2 separate regions of the Mus musculus genome follow, and region 1 is linked to region 2. A link is a contact called in public ChIA-PET data. All regions are on one chromosome and are shown on one strand. The core of a region is the stretch at or near the end of the contact, and the rest is flanking DNA. Distances in the headings are between cores, read along the strand shown. Region 1 holds the start of Saysd1 (SAYSVFN motif domain containing 1). Region 2 has its middle 49 kb from the start of Gng2.

Region 1 (4,529 bases), core at 1,199-3,698, 58 kb before region 2:
AGGTCAGAAAAGGATGCTGGATCCTCTACAAGTGGAATTATGGATGGTTATCTATGACCATGTAGGTGTTGGGAATCAAACCCAGGTCCTTTGGAAGAGCAACAAGTGTTATAAACCTCTGAGTCATCTCTCCAGCCCTCCAGGAAACAATTATTTACTCTCCCCCAGGGCTTATTTTTAAAGATTCATTTTTATTTTTAATTCTGTGTCTGTGTATATGCATGGGTACCTGAGGAGGCAAGAGGAGGGCACTGGATTTCCGGGAGCTGGGATTCCAGGTGGCTGTGAGCAGCCTGGTGTGGGTGCTGAGATTCAGGCTCCAGACCTCAACAAAAGCAGCACATTTGCTCTTAACCCCTGAGCCACCTCTTGAGCTCTCTATCCTGCAGTTTCATCTGAAGAGGAAATGAAGTTGGCTTGGCGGGATTTGTTCTTCATGATCCTTTCATCTTTTCTGGTATCTCATCTTTCAACCTCTTCCAAAAAGGACTTAAGTTTACAAAGTACCAAAACAAATTTATAAGAAGAAAGCACAGCAAATAGAAAATGGGTCAGCAAATCAAGACAGAAGATGTCAGCACTTGCCTGGAAAGTCCCGGTTTGCCTCAGCTGATCCTTTTCCCACCCTTCCCTACCCATTCTGTGATCCTTCACGGGCAACCTTGGCTCATCCTGTTATTCCAGCTCCAGGTGCTGGCAAGATGGCCTCTGAATCATCCCTATTGGTTCACTTAGTTCTGCCAGGCCTCCTCTCTTACCCTTCTGAAGGCACCGCATTTACCAGGGACACTGATCACCACAGGCCACAGATGGCCATGCATTATTTCTATGCGCCTTCCCTGTGTGCTCTAAGGTTTTAGTGTTGTCGGGTGACAAATGCAATGAACAAAAAGGATTTGCAGTCTCTAAGGGGAAACAGGCCTATGACTGATGAGAAAGAGATTTTCATAGCTTCTCAACATGACACTGCCATAGAAACTCCACTTTGGGAGTAGGAGAAATGGCTCAGCAGTTAAGAATGCTTCCCCAGCTACTGCCTGGAACTCCAGCTCCAGGGGACTCAACACCCTCTTCTGGTTTCCACAAGCAACTGCACTGACATACAGACCACACACACACACACACACACATTACACAAAAGAACAAACCAAAAAAAAAAAAAAAACCCAAAACCCAAAACAAAAAACCCAAAACAACAAAAAAATCTTTCCAATTAGAATGTAGAAAGCAAAGGTCTTTATTTCATTTGTGATCCCTGCCTCCTGCTCTCAATCCTTAATGTTTGGTGCCGAACTCAACACATAGCCCTAGACAAACATTTGTTAAATGAATATTTTCTAGCTTTTTGACTCGAACTCAGTAGTATCCAACAAGTATTTGAGACTCAATTCTGCAAGTGCTACTTAGCTAAATCCTTGGTACTTAGCTTGGAGCTTTAAAAATCTGTAAAACTGTAAGATCTAAAATTTTAATTTTTGGGTAAATACTAATTGCAAGAAAGGATAAGAACACCCAGAGTTCTAGAAATGTTCTTTACTGGATGGTAGTTACACACTATAGTTACGATTTATAGATTTTATATATTTTTAGTATGTTTTGGTCATATGCATTCTCCTCCTCTAACTCCTCCAACATTGACCCCTCTCGCACCTTGTCCTCTTTTTCACTTTTTAAGAAGTCCACAAATTCCCATTCATGGGTATGGAGCAATCCACCAGGATCTACCAGGGCTTACATGAAACTGACTCTCTACCCCGCCCGAAATCATCACCCATAAGTAGCTCCCCAGTTAGGAGTGGGGGCTTGCGAAGGTTGGGTCGTTTGGTTTTGTGCAGGCAAACACGCTGCTGGGAGTTCAAGAGTGGCCCTGTGATGGCCATAAGACAGTTTCAGTCTGGCTTCCTCCTATCCTTAGCTTTTAAAGTCTTTTGACAACCCCCCCCCCCAGGTTTGTGTATTTAAGTTTTTCCTCAGTAAGTTCGTTTGTTTTACATTTCTTGTCTAGTCAATGCATCTTTCTAGTGTAGCAAGCAAACTAAATGCTAAGAAAATGGAGGTGTGAACACCTTCAGCGAGACTGATAGACTGCAGTAAGAGTTAGAAGGTAGGACGCATCCTGCCTTTCTGACACGGGAAACTTCCCAGAGATCACAGGTCTCCTCCCGCGTCCCGAGACGCTTTTTCTGCGGTGCTGACCACTGGCTTCCCCGCATGCGTTCTTCCCTGAACCTGAGGTGAGGAGCAAACACGTCAGAACTGAGTTCTGCGGCCCGGGCAAGAGCCGGAACATCTGACGGTTCTCATACTTTAAACGCAACCTTTTAGCCGGAGGAGATGGGACACTCAGTTCACTCTCCTCTCGAGAACCGAGGACCGCTCCAGGTACAGGAGGGTCACCAGACGTCACAAAGCCTTGGAAAATTCCGACCCGGGCTCATGCAACGCGCAGGCGCAACAGAGGGCCACGTGCGCAGGCGCACGGCGGCCGAGGACAGGCCTGGACACACACCGGCGAGCGGGCGGCTGCGCACCATGGAACAGCGGTTAGCCGAGTTCCGGGAGGCCCGCAAACGGGCCAGTCTGGTAGCCCAGCCTTCCACGTCCAGTCAGAGCGTACAGACCTCGGGAGCGAAGGCGGAGCCAGCGGCGGCGACCCCAAAGACAGCCACGGGCTGGCTGACACGCTTCCTGAAACGGAAAGCCAACCCCGCCATCGCTCAGGCTCAGCCCAACCAGCCTCAGGTGAGGAGAGAGGCCTGCACCTTGAAGCTCCGCCTCCGCGCGGGGGCCACGCCCCTGCCTGCCCAAGCCACACCCAGGATATCTGGCTCTTCCTTGTCCTGTGCGCTCTCTCCTCGCCTGCCTCGTGGCTGGACACCGCATTTCCGCTCTGTGTATCAGCACATGATACGTGGCCTTGACGTTTTCCATCCCAGACAATCCTATGCAGCAACTAGTTGAAAACAAAGCGAAGCTCTAGGGAGCTTGAAGAAACATCTCTGCTCTCCAGTTGTTCACTGCGAGTTAATGACAGAGATTCGTGGCTTTGAGAAACTGATAAGTTATTTCTCCACTGGTGAAGTAAGCCAATTCAAGCCAGATTAGTATATATATAGGTTTATCGGGAAGCTGCTTTTGTGCCGATGAGTTCACTGGCCCTAGGAAGGAGGCCAGGGAAGTCGCCATGAGAAGGGAGACAGAGGGGAGGGAGAAGAGAAAGAGAGAAGGAAAAGGAAGAAGAGGAAGAGAGAAAACCAACCAAACAAAAAAAAGTCTGGGTTATATAGTAAAGAGCCTGTGGGCTGGAAAGTTCAGGGTTGGGGGTAGGGTATGCTAGGTAGGGACTGAGAGATGCTTGGAGAACCTGGAGGCCAGGTCTGCTTGGTGTGTAAAATATACACCTCAGCACCTTGTCCTGGGGTCTGAAACCACTGAGCTGCATCCACTGCTAGTGAGGGGGTAAAGGCCTTACTGGTTATGGCTCAGAGGTGGCAGTAATTAAGGCTGCACTTTATTCACACCTTGGGTAGAGGAAGCCAGTGTCTCGGGTAGCTTGTACTTTAGAAATGGGATTTGGACCAGGAAACAAAAAGAGGTTTGAGACTATGGCCATACTGTTCTGAATGCAGCTTGATTTCTGAAGCTAAGCAAGGTCTGGCCTGTGCAAAACGGGGTTTGACTATGGAAGTGTGGCCACTGTAACTGCCTAGAGTGATGTGCATGGGCTTATAGGCCCCTCTTGGACTAGAGAAGGGTATTCAAGTTCAACTGTGAGTGATCTAGGTAGAAATAATTTGGACAAGTATGATAGCCCATTCGAATCTCATTGTGGCTTCATATAGTTCCACACAGGAGTATCCTGGCAAAGGTACTTGCCTGTGAGGTTGGAATCCCTGGGTGGAAATATGAAACACTCCAAGGAGGAAATTTGTGTCCTGGTTTGGTTTTTGTTATTTTGATAAACACCATAACCAAAGCCATGTGGGGAGGAAGGGGCTTATTTTAGCTTACAGGCCATGGACTTGCCTACTGGCACTCTCATTTCTCAATTGAGATTCCCTCTTCCCAGAAGACTCTAGTTTGGGTCAAATTGACAAGAAATGAACCAGCACACTACGCTTTTCAGCAGTCACAGGGCCTTAGTTTCTTGTAACCATAACAAGAGCCAAATACATACATAGGGCTGGGTCTGTAAGAAGTCAAATGAGGAAAACAGAGAATAGACCCAGTCTGACCTCTACACAAAGCAGACTTTTATTGCTCTGAGAGGCTGGCACACCCAAACCCTGCTGATCAGTACCTGAGGGTACAGGAGAACGTGCCATGTAGGATCAGGGACTGGGAGAGCATGGCTTTGCCAGACCCAGAAACTGCTTTTCTGGGTAAACTGCTTTTTGAAATAAGTGTGGGGGATGAATCTGTTTGTTTAACCTCTGGGCAGCAGGTGAAAGATAAGTCAGTTTGCCTTTTTTGGTTTACCTCCAGAGTTCCAGTACATGTTAATGGGGGTGGACTGCTTTCTGGAGAAT
Region 2 (4,079 bases), core at 1,540-4,039:
TTCAGGTGCTTCTCAGCCATCCAGTATTCCTCGGGTGAGAATTCTTTGTTTAGCTCTGAGCCCCATTTTTTAATGGGGTTATTTGATTTTCTGGAGTCCACCTTCTTGAGTTCTTTATATATATTGGATATTAGTCCCCTATCTGATTTAGGATAGGTAAAGATCCTTTCCCAATCTGTTGGTGGTCTTTTTGTCTTATTGACGGTGTCTTTTGCCTTGCAGAAGCTTTGCAGTTTCATGAGGTCCCATTTGTCAATTTTCGATCTTACAGCACAAACCATTGATGTTCTATTCAGGAATTTTTCCCCTGTGCCCTGTGCCCTGTGGGCTTTTCCCCACTTTCTCCTCTATAAGTTTCAGTGTCTCTGGTTTTATGTGGAGTTCCTTGATCCACTTAGATTTGACCTTAGTACAAGGAGATAGGAATGGATCGATTCGCATTCTTCTACATGATAACGGCCAGTTGTGCCAGCACCATTTGTTGAAAATGCTGTCTTTCTTCCACTGGATGGTTTTAGCTCCCTTGTCGAAGATCAATCACCATCATCAGAACCCTAGTCTTTCTTAATTAACACATCTATTCACATGTACAAAGGCTCTCCAGGAGGATAGAAGTCACTGTTGAAGTCATTCTCTCCACCGTAAGTGGCGGGCATGCAATAAGTTGCTCGCTTTCATTTGACAGATCTGGGTCTGGGAAGTCAAGCCCAGAACTCTGCACCACTTGGCAAGGACCTTTGGTTTAGCTTAGGCCAACATGAGTATGGTAGTTTGAATACACTTGACCCAGAGAGTGGCACTATTAGGAGGTGTGGCCTTGTTGGAGAAGTGTGTCACTTTGAGGTGGGCTTTGGGACCATCCTCCTAGATGCCTGAAGACAGTCTGCTCCTGCCTTCCTTCAGATGAAGATGTAGAACTCTCAGCATCTACTGCACCATGCTTCCCTGGACACTGCCATGGTCCTACCTTAATGATAATTGACTGAACCTCTGAACCAGTAATCTACCCCCAATTAAATGTTGTCCTTTATAAGATTTCTTTGGTCATGGTGTCTCTTCACAAAAATGAAAATCCTAAGACAGAAAGTTACTGTGGCTGTACAGAGTCCTGTAAAATTTGCCATGTACTCTTTCTTAGTTGTCATAATAACAGAAAGACTTTCTCTTTTAGTTTGTGTGTGTGTGTAAAACCAAACATTTATTCAGGGTACTGAAACACTTGTGCTTCATTTAAACCAAGGCCACTCTGTTCATCCACAGTGCAAACTCAGTAATATGGATACAGTCTTCCACCCAGGCAGAGTCAGGAACACACGGTTCCACCTCTAATTGCTCATTTCCTTGGAAAGTATTGACTTCTTGGGAACAGAAAGATGGTGACAATCCTCATCTTGTAGCAGTGCTCTTATTTGATGAGTAACGTTTAATGATTGCTTTCCTCCCAAAGGCCACTCTCAGAACTTATTTGTAAGGTTGGGTTCACTCCGAACCAAGGCTGAAGGGTGTCGGCCAGTGGCTGAAGCTATTCCCTACAATCTCATTCTTCATAAATCCATGTGGGCTGTACATGCTGCTTTTAGAGCACAGCTTTGCTCAGAGGGTTTCCCAGAGTCTGGGGGTTCATGGTGCATGCCGGCCCTTTGACCTTACACTTGAATGGGTTATAGGTGCACCTTCCAGATTGCAAGCTGTTAGATTATTAAAAGGCAGCTGTAGAGATATGGAAGGCAGAAAGTGGCTTGGTCTGACCTTAGGTGGGACTGTTTTTATTCACAGGAAGGGGGCATCTTTGTCACTCATATGTGTGAATGCCCAAAAGCCTACAAAAGGAGATGGGAAGTGTAGACTCTCAGCTACACTTTCTAACTCTGATAGGCTATAAAAAATTCAGGGGAGGAGTGTTTTAGCTGTTTTCTGCAGAGGAGGGTCCACTAAAGAGAGAGGTCCTCTGGTCATGTAGCAGGAGGAGAGTCTTAACTTGATCAGATGCAATGGAGCAGAATTGCCTTCCTGTGTTCTTGAAAAGACTTGATAAATAATTATTGGAGGGCTGTAAGCAGATGGCTTGCTTAGAGAGTAGAGCTGAGAGGTTTCCTGGGAAAGCAGGAGAGACAGAGCACAGCCAGAGAGAGAAAGTGGGCCGAGTAGATTCTGAGTGACAGTGACTGGTCCCCTTGCCAGGACTGTTGCACCAAAATCAACTAGCAAAAGCAGCAGGGAGCTACAGGGCATCAAGGAAGGGAACAAGAGAAAATAGAGGACTAATGTAAAGGACCGTCTCTGGCCTGGCGTGAAAGGGATGAAGGTCCACTCTAGCCAGTTTTTCCACAGATTCTAAAGGGTCGTTTGTTTGCTGATGTCTTAAGAACGAATGGAGCTGTTGTAGTGGAAGGTTATTGGGAGAGCTTGTGTGGAACGTATTGTTTGGGTATAGGGTGAAGTTCAGTAAGTAAGGCATTTAAATTTCGTTCTTTCTTTCTTTCTTTCTTTCTTTTTTTTTTTTTTTTTTTTTTTTTTTGGTTTTTCGAGACAGGGTTTCTCTGTATAGCCCTGGAACTCTGTAGACCAGGCTGGCCTCAAACTCAGAAATCTGCCTGCCTCTGTCTCCCAAGTGCTGGGATTAAAGGAGTGTGCCAGGGTAAAAACCTAAGTATGAGGAAAGGAGTGACCCAGGGGAGGAGCCAGAGTGGGAGGAGCCAGAGTGGGAGGGAACCGGAAACCCATGCACAGGAAGAGGCTTGTGGTTGAATTTTTGTCTAGTCCCTGTCTAGGTGGCCCCATTTCAAGCCATTTAAGATTCCTTGGCATGGAACAGTGTTTGAGAAAGGCGCAGACCTCATCCGTATCAGCAGTCAAGGCTAGTGCTTTGTAATCTCGGAGCACTGCAGCAGCCAAGGAGTTGAGCTGGTCCTGACAGGTGTTAAACTGAGCTGAGCTGGGGAGACAGAGAAGTTAACCGGTGAAAGAAGGACAGCTGCTTTAGTTCTGAGTACCAAAGCCACATCCAGAGTTGCAAGAAGAGGGATGAGTTGGATGGCCCATGGCTCATTAGTCCCCTTTCAGAGGCCACCCAAACTGTTTTTAAGAATTGGGGGTGTCATCTCCCAGTAGCTGCTTCAAGGCTGACAGAAGAGTGACAGGGGAGCAGCAGTCAGAGTGCCTCAGAGGTAGGTCCATCCAGGAGGGCCGTGATAAAACAAAACAGTTGGCAAAGAGCCAGGACCTAAGACAGAAGATAATAACTGTACAACCTTGTGGGGAACATTAAGAGATAAAGTTACAGAAGGAAAACTCTTACATTAAGGTTAACATGAATCAATATGACATGAGGTTAAATGTAAAATCTACAGAAGGTTAAAGACAATTGTACAATAGGCTGTAGCATGACCAGGGTCAGCAGAAGGAAAAGGTATCTATAATTAGATGTTTGTTTATGTTCAGACTCCTGCATAAGGAAGGAGGACCTGGAAGCTGTGTAAAAGAAGTCAGTTAAATCAGTATCCAAGGATGCTGAACACACTGAACACAACTGTCTAAGTGACATGCCTTTCTTCCATATATGATGAACTCTATATTTGTTTTAATTATTAGCAAATCAGCTGTTATTTAACGAACACAGAATATCTCAAGTAAAACACAATTTTTTGATTAGAAACTATTTGCAAGGTAAATTTTTTAAAGATTGGGACTATTACCTTAAATAACCATATCTAGTATTTAAAAAGATGACTTAATACATATTTTTCTTAATACCAAATTGTTATACATACATTCTAAGATTTGATAGTAAATGTAAGGCCACTGTAGAGAAAATTTAATACTAAGTTGTATTACCCCCAAAGAAATGATTTTCAATTTCCAATTTAAAATAGCCCACAGAGACAGTGACTGCTTTGTTGTATCTTCAACAGGCACTTGTCTAGAACAGCCTAGAACAGCGGTTTTCAACCTGTGGTTCCTGACCCCTTTGCTGGGGTTTCTGAATGACTCTTTCACAGGGGCCAGCTAAGACCATGGAAAAACACACATTTATATTACAAGTTATAACAGTAGCAAAAATACAGTCATGAAGTAGTAAC

The links. ChIA-PET counts read pairs in DNA pulled down with a chosen protein or histone mark.
Region 1: a contact with region 2 is called in an RNA polymerase II ChIA-PET map of effector CD8 T cells, with 39 read pairs. The contact joins the promoter of Saysd1 here to the enhancer-like site in region 2. A contact is called at or near these places in 2 of 39 promoter capture datasets (the C10 cell line and maxillary cranial neural crest), 1 of 484 Hi-C or Micro-C datasets (natural killer cells), 4 of 115 datasets of contacts at active chromatin or transcription factors (effector CD8 T cells, embryonic stem cells and memory CD8 T cells) and 2 of 9 other capture datasets (adipose tissue and liver).

The regions. Positions count from the first base shown.
Region 1 is chr14:20,081,091-20,085,619 of GRCm38.p6, reverse strand. It overlaps Saysd1 (SAYSVFN motif domain containing 1), which reads left to right and starts at 2,448. Exons shown (of 2, transcript NM_026209.1): 1 at 2,448-2,742. The coding sequence starts at 2,533.
Region 2 is chr14:20,024,176-20,028,254 of GRCm38.p6, reverse strand. No RefSeq gene overlaps it. Among named protein-coding and RNA genes, the nearest start is that of Gng2, 49 kb to the right of the region's middle. Within about 2 kb of position 2,789, at least 86 of the 459 cell types and tissues checked have an H3K27ac peak or open chromatin away from gene starts, as enhancers often do. A contact at or near this core is called in effector CD8 T cells, memory CD8 T cells and natural killer cells, where this site is marked.